Regions from separate parts of the Gossypium hirsutum genome. Here region 2 is linked to region 1. The links are chromatin contacts, called in public Hi-C maps. All regions are on one chromosome and are shown on one strand. Each heading gives the region's core, a stretch centred on a gene start, on an enhancer-like site or on the middle of the called end of the contact. The rest is flanking DNA. Distances are from core to core; before and after follow the strand shown. Region 1 holds the start of LOC107954231 (E3 ubiquitin-protein ligase RHF2A). Region 2 holds the start of LOC107941977 (ubiquitin C-terminal hydrolase 13).

Region 1 (5,155 bases), core at 1,461-3,960:
GGAATCTTGAGCTACTAGCACTGGACCAGCCATTATATCCACCCTTTAGGGGGTAGAACCTGCAGACCCTATCTTGAACTCAAACCAAAAACCTAGGGGTTATCCTCATTTCCATAGGGGGAGAAAAGAAAAAGGGCTATCCAGAAGTACATGAAGACTAGAAAAATGAAGAGGCAAGTGAAACTAGGTGAAACTTAGAGCCACATAAAATAACAAACAAAAGACAACATGGTGATCTATCAACATCAGTGTTCCTCCATTAAAGTTGCACAACTAATGAGATTCAAACCAAAGATATAACAAGGTTATGAAGAAAAACAAATGTCCTGGATTACTACAAAAAAGCAATAACTCAAATAAAAAAAGTAAAATGAGGAAAAGATGAGAGGAAATTGGCAGCAGTAATTAGAATTAAATAGTACGTAAATGAATAATTTTGCACCAAGCCACCACTTCATCATCAAAGAAATATGCATAGAAGCCAAATGCAAAGCGTTTTATAATATCTGCCATCTAACCAAAATACTTGCTGTACTCCGGCCTTATATCACCACACATATGTGGTAATCTCAAGCCTCAAAGGCCAATCTCCGACACACAAAAAACTTTAAGCATATGTGGTAACCTTAGATTTGAATACTTCACTCTTTGGCTTTTTTGGAGAGAAATAAATAGACCCTGCTTTTGAAGGAGAAAAGATAACCATATAAAGCTCCTGCTTTCATGGTTCTCATCCCTTTCGAACACAAGCTTCCATGGTCTAAATAAATAGTCCATCTCTTTTAATATTAACAATAGATGGTCCATTCATATATTATGAAGGTACATGATGTTATTGGTTTATTCTACCTCTATCTTTATAATCTAGCATTCCACATGCATTGTTGTCCCCTTGGTCCCCAACTGCATAGCAAAGTTTTCATTCTTTTAACTCGTCCAAAAAAAAAAAAGGTATTTTCAAATTGAAACATTTTTGGAACATAAATGATATAATGACAATTACGGATTTACCAATTCATTGTTCCTAAGAATGACAAATAATAAGACAAAATCCAAACCTTTCCTAATTAAGGAGAAAAATGTGAAGTGATAATACTGATAAATTTCACAAAGTGTGGCCCAATAATGTCTAATTTACAGCTTTAATTTGTTAATCTGTTTCCTAGAATCCTCACTTTCAGATTCCTCAACCAGTCTCTAACATCAACATAAGCATCCAAAGAACAACAACTTCCTTTCCTAATAGAAAGTATTTATCTTCAAGAAACTTTCTTTTAGAATTTAAAAGATTTGGGAATGTTTGATAGCTAATTTTTTATTCCATGGACAAAAAAAAGTACACATCAGGCCTCATCCATAGTTTGCAATGCTCCCTTATCACAAACATGATGTTATACCAACAATATTGATGGAGGTTTTACCTCTTTTCTGGTGATACAAAAATGAAATGAATAATGTCCCTTCCATGCTATAAAGTTTATAGTGATGCTGTAGTACTGCTTCAGATCTGACGGCTCGCTAGAGTAGAATGCAGCTTGATTCCACTTAAGCATCATAAGTACATATCTATATTATTCTGTTATAATTTGTGAATCTCCCTATTTTAAGAATAGGGAAGAGAAGCCAAAAGTTCTAAACAATAAGAGAAGAACAGAAGCTACATTAATCCCCACTGACAAAGGACTGATTTTATGAGTCTAATCAATTAGAGAATTTTCCTAGCCCTGACTGATTTATAAAAGTATAGTCAAGTTCAAGTTCGCTTGAAAGTAGACCAGCAAGGCATCTACGATGACTCTTATAAAATGGATATAGATTACCATTCAAGAATGCACTGAAGATGAAACTCGTGCTTGCAGCAGGTCACCTGCAAGGGATGCAACGAATAAGTATCAAAGAAATGTCCATTCACATATAAAAAATATAGGAATAAAAAATTTAAGACATACATACCGTGGATGGATCACTTTCACAGAATGCTTCAAGGCATATACTGCAGGCATCATCACAAGCATCCTGAATTCCCCCTTCCACAAAAGCTGCAGCTGAGGTTATATGCGCCTCAGATTTGGAATCTTCCATCTCCTGCAAGGCCAAACACCAAAGTTTCCCTTTTTTTATAATGAACATAAGTCTTAGGTACAAAATGGAGCCAACAGTGACCAGAAGAGAAATTAGCATCTTGATAAAGACTAAACCATGGAAACATATATAGTCAACACTGATGCAAGACACTGATACTACACCGATGAGATGCATAAATCAGTTCACTTAGACAAAAGATCAACAAAAGTTAAGCCCTAAAAATATATAATAATTTGAATTTTTAAAAAAAATACAAGAACAGAATCTCCAAAATCCACAATAAATATTAACCAACTAGTAAAACTCTGACCAACCAAACTCCCCCAGAAAACAAAATCAAAGAAACACATATCATTTACTTTACCTCCACTTGAGGGTTGAGAGTTTATAAGTAAAGAAAACCTGCTAATTATCAACCAATATCTTGATCAACAAAACAAAGAAGCCTTTTAGAAGAAAACCCTAGACTTTAAGGTTTTTGGATGGTAACAGAGCGTGGTGGTAAAGAAGGAGATGGAGTTGGGCACAAGGTAAAGGTAAAGGTAAAGGTAAAGGTAAAGAACGGAAAGGCGAAAGCTGGGTCGGTGATCGTATTTTGTTGTTTTCCATTATTTTTTATATTTTTATGCCACAATTCCTACTTATTTTTTCTCCTTTAATATTGTCGTGTTCTATATTTTAGACACGTGGAAATTATACTATAATATCTTTGACTTATTTCTGATTTTACTATTTCATACATATCACTGCCCATAGCTATTCTTGTGACGCATGGCATGTATATGTTTAGAAGTGCAGTGTTACGACTTCAAGAATTTTGTAAATTGCATTATTATGAAAGTAAATTTAAATGTAATCAAATTAATTTTTGCAAATTTTGATTAACACAATTTTGGGATTCATTTTGTTATAAAAGTTAAATCTACTCTACTCTCAAAATTTCTTCGATTGTTACATTCATTCTCCCAAAACCAAAATAATTAACTCTACATAAAATGCCAAAAGCACACTCATTGTGTAAATAGAGCAGGCTCCAAATAACTTTATCTCAATTCAAAAATGAGATAAAATTAAAATATCTCAAAATATTATCTCTTTAATTCTTGAAAGGCTTCTCGTTTGATCAGCTTCAAATATTTTAAATCACAAGATAGAGTTCATGCAATTTTGAACTCTTTCATTTTCTTTAAAATTACCGTCAACCAATAAGGTTTACTCCACCTTATATCTAGTTCCTTTTATGTATAAAATGTCCTACATTTACTGCCTAATTAAGACATTAATTACGTACACAAATCAAAGACAGTCAACCACAAATATAATGTTGCGGTTTCAGGGTGATGAGAAATTGGTTTAATTTTTTTACACTTGGGTTAAATAATATGTCTTATCCCATAATACAAATATTCTCAAGCTCTAAATTCTGCCTTTGTTCGGGAATTGGATGTAATTGAATATTGATGGTGCAATAAAGGAGGATTCAGGGTTAGCTACGATTGGGGGTGTCATGCGAGACAAGAACGGGAGATGGATTCTTGGCTACAATCAATTTTTGGGGAGTTATTCTATCTTGGACGTTGAATTATGGGGTATTCTGAATGGTTTGGTGATTGCACTTGATCGGGGATTTGACAGTTTGATTTTTCTTTCAAACAATTTGGAGGCGGTACAAGCTATACAAGGCAGTTATTTAAGGGTATTGAATTCTGCTTTGGTTAGAAGAATTTGACAATTATTGGCTAAACCAATGCAATGGTCAATCCATCACGTATCTAGAGAAGACAACAAAGAGATAGATGAACTTACAAGAATGACTATTGATAAAAAAAAGGAGGCCTGTAATTATTTGGAATGCCCCCAATACGGGCTTGGCCATAATCTAAAGTAGGTTTATTGTAATGGTTTTTTTTAAAGGTAAATTTTTAATTCATTCAATGAATGGAACCATACAATTCAAAGGAAAAAAAATAACAAACACTCATTATAGATGGTAAAGGACAAGTTCTATCAACAGAACAAAGGTTTTAGCCTCTACATCAATAGTACATCATTACATGTTGATAATTGGCTTTGCCACAACTCATGCTCGACATAGTTGGAGTGATTCCAAGCACTTAATACGATAAGAAAATCAGCCTCGGATGATCCAAAGCAACAAGCAAAAATCAACAAAAGAATCGAAGATTCACCAAACTAGAGAAGATGGCAACAAAAACATCCCTAAAACCACTTTTAAAACTAAGGCTACATGCATAAGCAAAACTAAAAAATGTGCTAGAAGGGTAGGCAAAAACTTTTAAAATTGAAAACTCATTAAACAATGGAAAAACAAACAAAAAAAAATATAAAACTTAAAACAATACAAGTCCCAATTGACTCATGAAATCATTTATTATTCTGAAATACTCTCAAAATAGAAATAGATTAAGAAGTTGACGAAGAGCCACCCATTTTCCAAGAAAAAACTACTGGTTGTCGATGGAGTTTTAGTTTGTCCATCACAACTTGTGAAGACAACAAAGATATACACAAAATAGATCTGCAAACTAAAAAGAGAGAAACATGTGAAGTGAATGAGAAGAATGAAAAAAAAAGATTGATGGGAGGGAGAAAAAGGTGAGTGATAGCCAGCCCGGAGGTTGGCACCGCTGAGCAAAACAAAATATAAAGAGCATATGCTTAGAAATTTTTTTATTGTAATGTTTTTTTGTTCACCAAAAATGAATAAATAAATAATGAGTTGAACAAGGAACTTCAATATTTAAATTTTTTAATAAATATGATGAATTTGACAAACAATAAAAAAAATGAAAATTAAATAAAGTGTTAAAATTTTTTAATATAATTTGAGTTACAATAAATTATTTCTGCCTATTCACGTAATCCTTTCATTGTGAATAAGATAATTTCATGATTTATATTTGATTTTCTCTTTGATTGTCTTTCTAAATAATTTCAACAAGATCCTATTATCGTATTACTTGGCAAGAACATGAAACTTTTTCAATTGCCAAAAATCACCTTGAAATCTAATAATCAAATTAGATGGTAGATCTGGATATCATTTGCA
Region 2 (5,155 bases), core at 1,277-3,776, 170 kb before region 1:
GTGATCCCTCCTGCGACGATGGCCTATACATCAACGGTCCAATCGGCGTAGTCGAAAATGAAGATGAACCAGGCCATTGACTCCAACCTGCCATAGGACTAGAAAAAGGAAACATATAAGGGTTAGGATACATAAAAGGGCTAGGATACGCACCTGGCATCATCTGAAAAGGCTGTGTCGTGGGTATCGTCGGTTGAACTACTGGGTCGGGTGACTGTGTCGGTGCTGTTGCTGGGCTTGATAAAGTTATGGGCACTGATGATGGGCCGGGTGAATTTCTGGGCCTCGTTGATGGGCCTGCGTCGTCGTCCCTTCTTCTTAGATTTAAAGGGCCACGTCGTTCCCTTTGGACACGCAATTGTCGCTGCCTCTCCTCTGGCGAGAGTAAATACTGCTTCCCATTAATCCTAAACCACGGCATGTATTCCGGCATGCATGCTAATTCTGGAACGATGATTGGTTCCGGAGTAGGTATATAGTCATACCGATCTTCCCATATTTGGATGTAGTGTGACCAGAATCTCGGTTAATCCGTATGCAATTGCCGTAGGTCGATTTTGTGATGATCATCCAACACCTCAGGTGCCACGGAAATCGGTTGTCGAAATCCAAATTGTCGTAATACTCTGTCCGACTAGTGCATCTCCACATTCGTAAAGTTGACCAATGGGACTTTCACATGCCAACCGTTTGGATTTTGGAACTACTCATCCGGAATTGCTGCCCGAATTGCCGGATCCTCGTATGGTGTCCATTCAAACTATATGACCATGATGGAAATATTAGTTATGTACTAAATACTAAATACCAATCGACTATCTCATTATGAAAATATCTATTTTATTTAATACTTACTTGTGCTTCCGACCGTTGGTCTAATAGAAGCCGTATATCTTCAATAGGGGTAGGTAATCGAGCATAACTTGCCGGATAGTTCCACCTAATTAAATAAACTTTTTAGCATACTATTATTTTTAAAAATCTACGTAATAATTGTAAAATCTAATATAAAATTTACCTCATTATGAGTGGGAATGTATATGGGTGGTCTACTCGAGGACATAAAAATGGAAAGCGAAACCGTGCCCATGACTGCAGTAGTGACAGGCAACCTTCGATTTTCGCTTTACTCGGTCGCGTCGCCCCGCACATCTCCCGATATAATGTTGCCAACATGACAGACCCCCAACTCAATTCACCAGCTGCTCTAAAATCAACGAGTTTCAGCAACCATCTTAGATGTACGAGGTTCCGTGACAAGTCCAGCATCAGATAACCTCAAATTATCTGAAGAATGTATGCTCGAGCATATCAGATTCTTTCTACTTCGGTTGAATCATCATCCGGATCCGGGAATGTGTCTCGTAACTAGCCTATCTCGATCCGACCTCCTTTAATTTTCTCTGGAATAGCGCCCAAAAGCTCGTAGCACACCGCTCCCCAATTGCTAGATTGAACAGACCCGGTGACTGGCTACCCATCCACTGACAATCCTAATTGCAGATTGACATCTTCTAAAGTGATAGTGCACTCTCCACATGGAAGATGTAATGTGTGCGTCTCGGGTCTCCACCTCTCAACCAACGCATTGATAAGTTTCGGGTCCAACTTGCATCCTCGGCCTACTGTCGCCACGTGCCAAAAACCCGCTTCCCGTAGGTAATTCTCTACCAACGATGATGGAGGACCATGCATGTTTCGAATATAGCATTCCAATATCCGATCTACAGACTTTTATAACAAATAATAAATTAATAATTATTTAAAAATGCATAAAAAAAATCTTAAATAATATTTAAAAAATAAATTTAACACTTACTATTTTCATTTGTTTGACGGATATGTGCTTGTTATCAAGACGAATCAATTCTCCGGCCATTGCTAAATTCGTACAAGTTTTTACGATTTAAAAAAAAATTAATTTTTTTAAATTAACTAAAAATAGGGATTTAAGAGAAATTTAAGAGGAAATTGAGAGCAAATTGAGATTAAATATGGATTTGAGAGAAATTTGGAAGGAAATTGAGAGCAATTTGAGAGGAAATTGAGAGGAAATTGAGAAAATAATTGAGAAAGGATTAATTTGTGAAAAAAAATAAAGGGGTGGAGGGTTTTTATAATTTTTTTTACCGTTAGGGGGCCAAAGGTTAAAAATATGACCGTTGGCACTGTTCACGCACGGGAAAACGCATCCTCTAGGACGCGCTGACGTGGCAACAAAACGCGTCCACGTCAGCGCTTTCTGTCCATGTGGACAAAGCGCGCCCTTGAGGACGCGTTTTCCTGTCACGTACACTGACATCGTGCTGACGTGGACGCATTTTCGGAGAAAATGACCCATTCAGATAAATAATTATTTACCGGGTCTATTTCGGTAAATTTAAAAAAAAAAGGCTTTTAATTATATTTTGCCCGAAGTTCAGTTTTTATTTTCTAATTTTTATTTTTATTATTGAATTATCATACATCGTATTCGAATGGTGGTAAAGGTAAAGTATATGTGTTTGACCGTATCCAATTAGCCATCTCCCAAGAACAAAAAGGAAGTACAGAAAATGAATGAAATTCCGAAATTACCCATTTCCCAAATAAAGACCATCGAAAGACCTTGCTTTCTCCTCGCTTCTCTTCACTGTAATAAAATCACCAAATAAAATCAACCCAAAAAATAGAGAAAAAATCTTTCTCCTAGTTTCCCCTTTCTCGTTCCTCTTGTTTTCGTAAGCTTGTTTACCTCTCAATTTCATAGCTATGACTGTTATGGCCCCTGCCCCCATCGATGTACTCTCTCTCTCTTTCTCTCTATTTTTACTCCTTTTTTATGATTTTTTTGATTAATTGATTTTTTTTTGGAGTTTTTTAGGGTTTTTCTTTGTCCAATTTGGTTTCTTGATGGATCTGATTCTTCTGATTTAATAACTTCTTTTTTGAATTTTTCCTTGATTTTTTAGCAACAAGAAGATGAGGAAATGCTCGTCCCACAGTCTGATTTGACCGACAATCACCAGCCCATGGAAGGTACTTTTTTGTTGTTTTGAGAAATTTACTTCTTTGATTCGCTTACATCAATGCAAGTTCCGAAATTTTCTACTTTTTTTTTGGGTAGACTGAAAAGAGGGTTTAATTTGATTATGATCTTTGTGATTTATATCTTAATTGTTAGTTGTAGCGCAACCCGAAGCTGCAAATACTGTGGAAAATCAACCAGTTGAGGATCCTCCTTCATCAAGATTCACTTGGAGGATTGAAAACTTCTCTAGGTTAAACGCTAAGAAGCATTATTCTGAAGTCTTCGTTGTCGGTGGTTATAAATGGTATATCTCTTTCCCTTGTTGATATTGCTACTGTTCTTTCTTTCATTATATTTTTTTGGCGATGATAATTGATGATTTGATACTTCTGGTTTGAATTGCTTAGGCGAATACTGCTATTTCCAAAGGGAAACAATGTGGATCATTTGTCTATGTATTTGGATGTTGCTGACTCAGCAAGCTTACCCTATGGGTGGAGTAGATATGCCCAGTTCAGTTTGGCAGTAGTTAATCAAATTCATAATAAATATTCTATCAGAAAAGGTATTACCCTTTAAGTAGATTATCTGTACACTGTTTCAGTATTATCTTCCGTTGGTATTATAACATCAAATTAGTTTGTTTCTGGATTTCATTGAATCAGTTTTGTTTTGCTATGATCAATACCAGCTCTAGAACATCCTTATTTGTTATGTTGTTTCATCATTTAGGAGTTATTGTAAACAGTCTAATGTAGATTTGATGCAATGAAAGGCAGGTTATCTCTGATTACTGATTAGGTTAAAAAGAAAATCTGGCCTTTATGATTCCCTTTTTTTCAATATGGAGTTCTTGATATCATTGTCATTTCTGATGATTGAAAGACATGACTAAACTTGGCTGATTTTAAGATTTTTTGTCCTTGTTCTTTGGTACAATCCCCTTTTTCCTTGTGACCATATTGCTCTCCTTGCATGTATAGCATCTGACTAATATTCAGTTCCATTCCCCCCCCTCTTGAATCTATAGGTTGTGCGCTAGTGTAGCTTTTAGTACCATGTTCATGTCTTAGTTTCTCTAGTATCTTTCTGTAACTTGATGTGAATTTGGTCATACCATTGGAGAGAATAATGATAAGCTTATTAAATTTGCACCTGACTTGGATTTTTACAGACACACAGCACCAGTTCAATGCACGAGAAAGTGATTGGGGTTTTACATCCTTTATGCCCCTCGGCGAGTTATATGATCCTTGCAGAGGGTATCTTGTGAATGACACTTTGATTGTTGAAGCAGAGGTGGTTGTCCGCAGGATTGTTGATTACTGGACATATGACTCAAAGAAGGAAACTGGTTATGTTGGACTTAAAAATCAAGGAGCAACATGTTACATGAATTCTCTGCTTCAAACTCTGTATCACATTCCTTACTTCAGGAAGGTAAGTACCGATGCTCCATATCTTGTTGAACTGATGTGTTGATGGATCACTTTTGCTAATGCTTCTGATGTTATATTTCAGGCAGTGTATCATATGCCTACAACTGAGAATGATATGCCATCAGGAAGCATCCCTCTTGCTCTGCAGAGTTTATTTTACAAACTCCAGTACAGTGACAGCAGTGTTGCAACAAAAGAGCTGACCAAATCTTTTGGATGGGACACACATGATTCTTTCATGCAGCACGATGTTCAAGAACTTAATAGAGTTCTGTGTGAAAAACTTGAAGATAAAATGAAGGTAAAAAGCTTCAATGATCTTTAACCATGAGTTTATTCTAATGTGAAATTGAAGTAAATTTTGTTTGCTTCTGTTATGCCACCAGGGAACTGTTGTGGAAGGCACCATACAGCAGTTGTTTGAGGGGCACCATATGAATTACATTGAGTGCATTAATGTGGATTATAAATCTACAAGGAAGGAGTCATTTTATGGTATCTTTTTTTTTTTTCTGAAATAACTGGTTGGAATTTATGTCCTGTTCTCCATGTGATGCTAATTTACTTTTTGCCTATACCAGATCTTCAGCTTGATGTTAAAGGCTGTCATGATGTATACGCTTCTTTTGACAAGTATGTAGAGGTTGAGCGCCTTGAAGGTGATAATAAATATCATGCCGAACAATATGGCTTGCAGGTAAGCTTC

Evidence for each region. A called contact is a pair of places that touch in the nucleus more often than the background predicts.
Region 2: a Hi-C map of anther shows a contact between it and region 1, with 3 times the contacts expected there. The contact joins the promoter of LOC107941977 here to the promoter of LOC107954231 in region 1. A contact is called at or near these places in 18 of 34 Hi-C or Micro-C datasets (anther, callus, hypocotyl and 3 more).

Annotation. Positions count from the first base shown.
Region 1 is chrD07:16,949,079-16,954,233 of Gossypium_hirsutum_v2.1, reverse strand. LOC107954231 (E3 ubiquitin-protein ligase RHF2A) reads right to left here and starts at 2,710. Exons shown (of 8, transcript XM_016889730.2): 1 at 2,450-2,710; 2 at 1,954-2,085; 3 at 1,821-1,867. The coding sequence starts at 2,082.
Region 2 is chrD07:17,120,580-17,125,734 of Gossypium_hirsutum_v2.1, reverse strand. It overlaps LOC107941977 (ubiquitin C-terminal hydrolase 13), which reads left to right and starts at 2,526. Exons shown (of 32, transcript XM_016875612.2): 1 at 2,526-2,781; 2 at 2,952-3,018; 3 at 3,164-3,314; 4 at 3,418-3,575; 5 at 4,185-4,450; 6 at 4,532-4,750; 7 at 4,836-4,944; 8 at 5,031-5,146. The coding sequence starts at 2,752.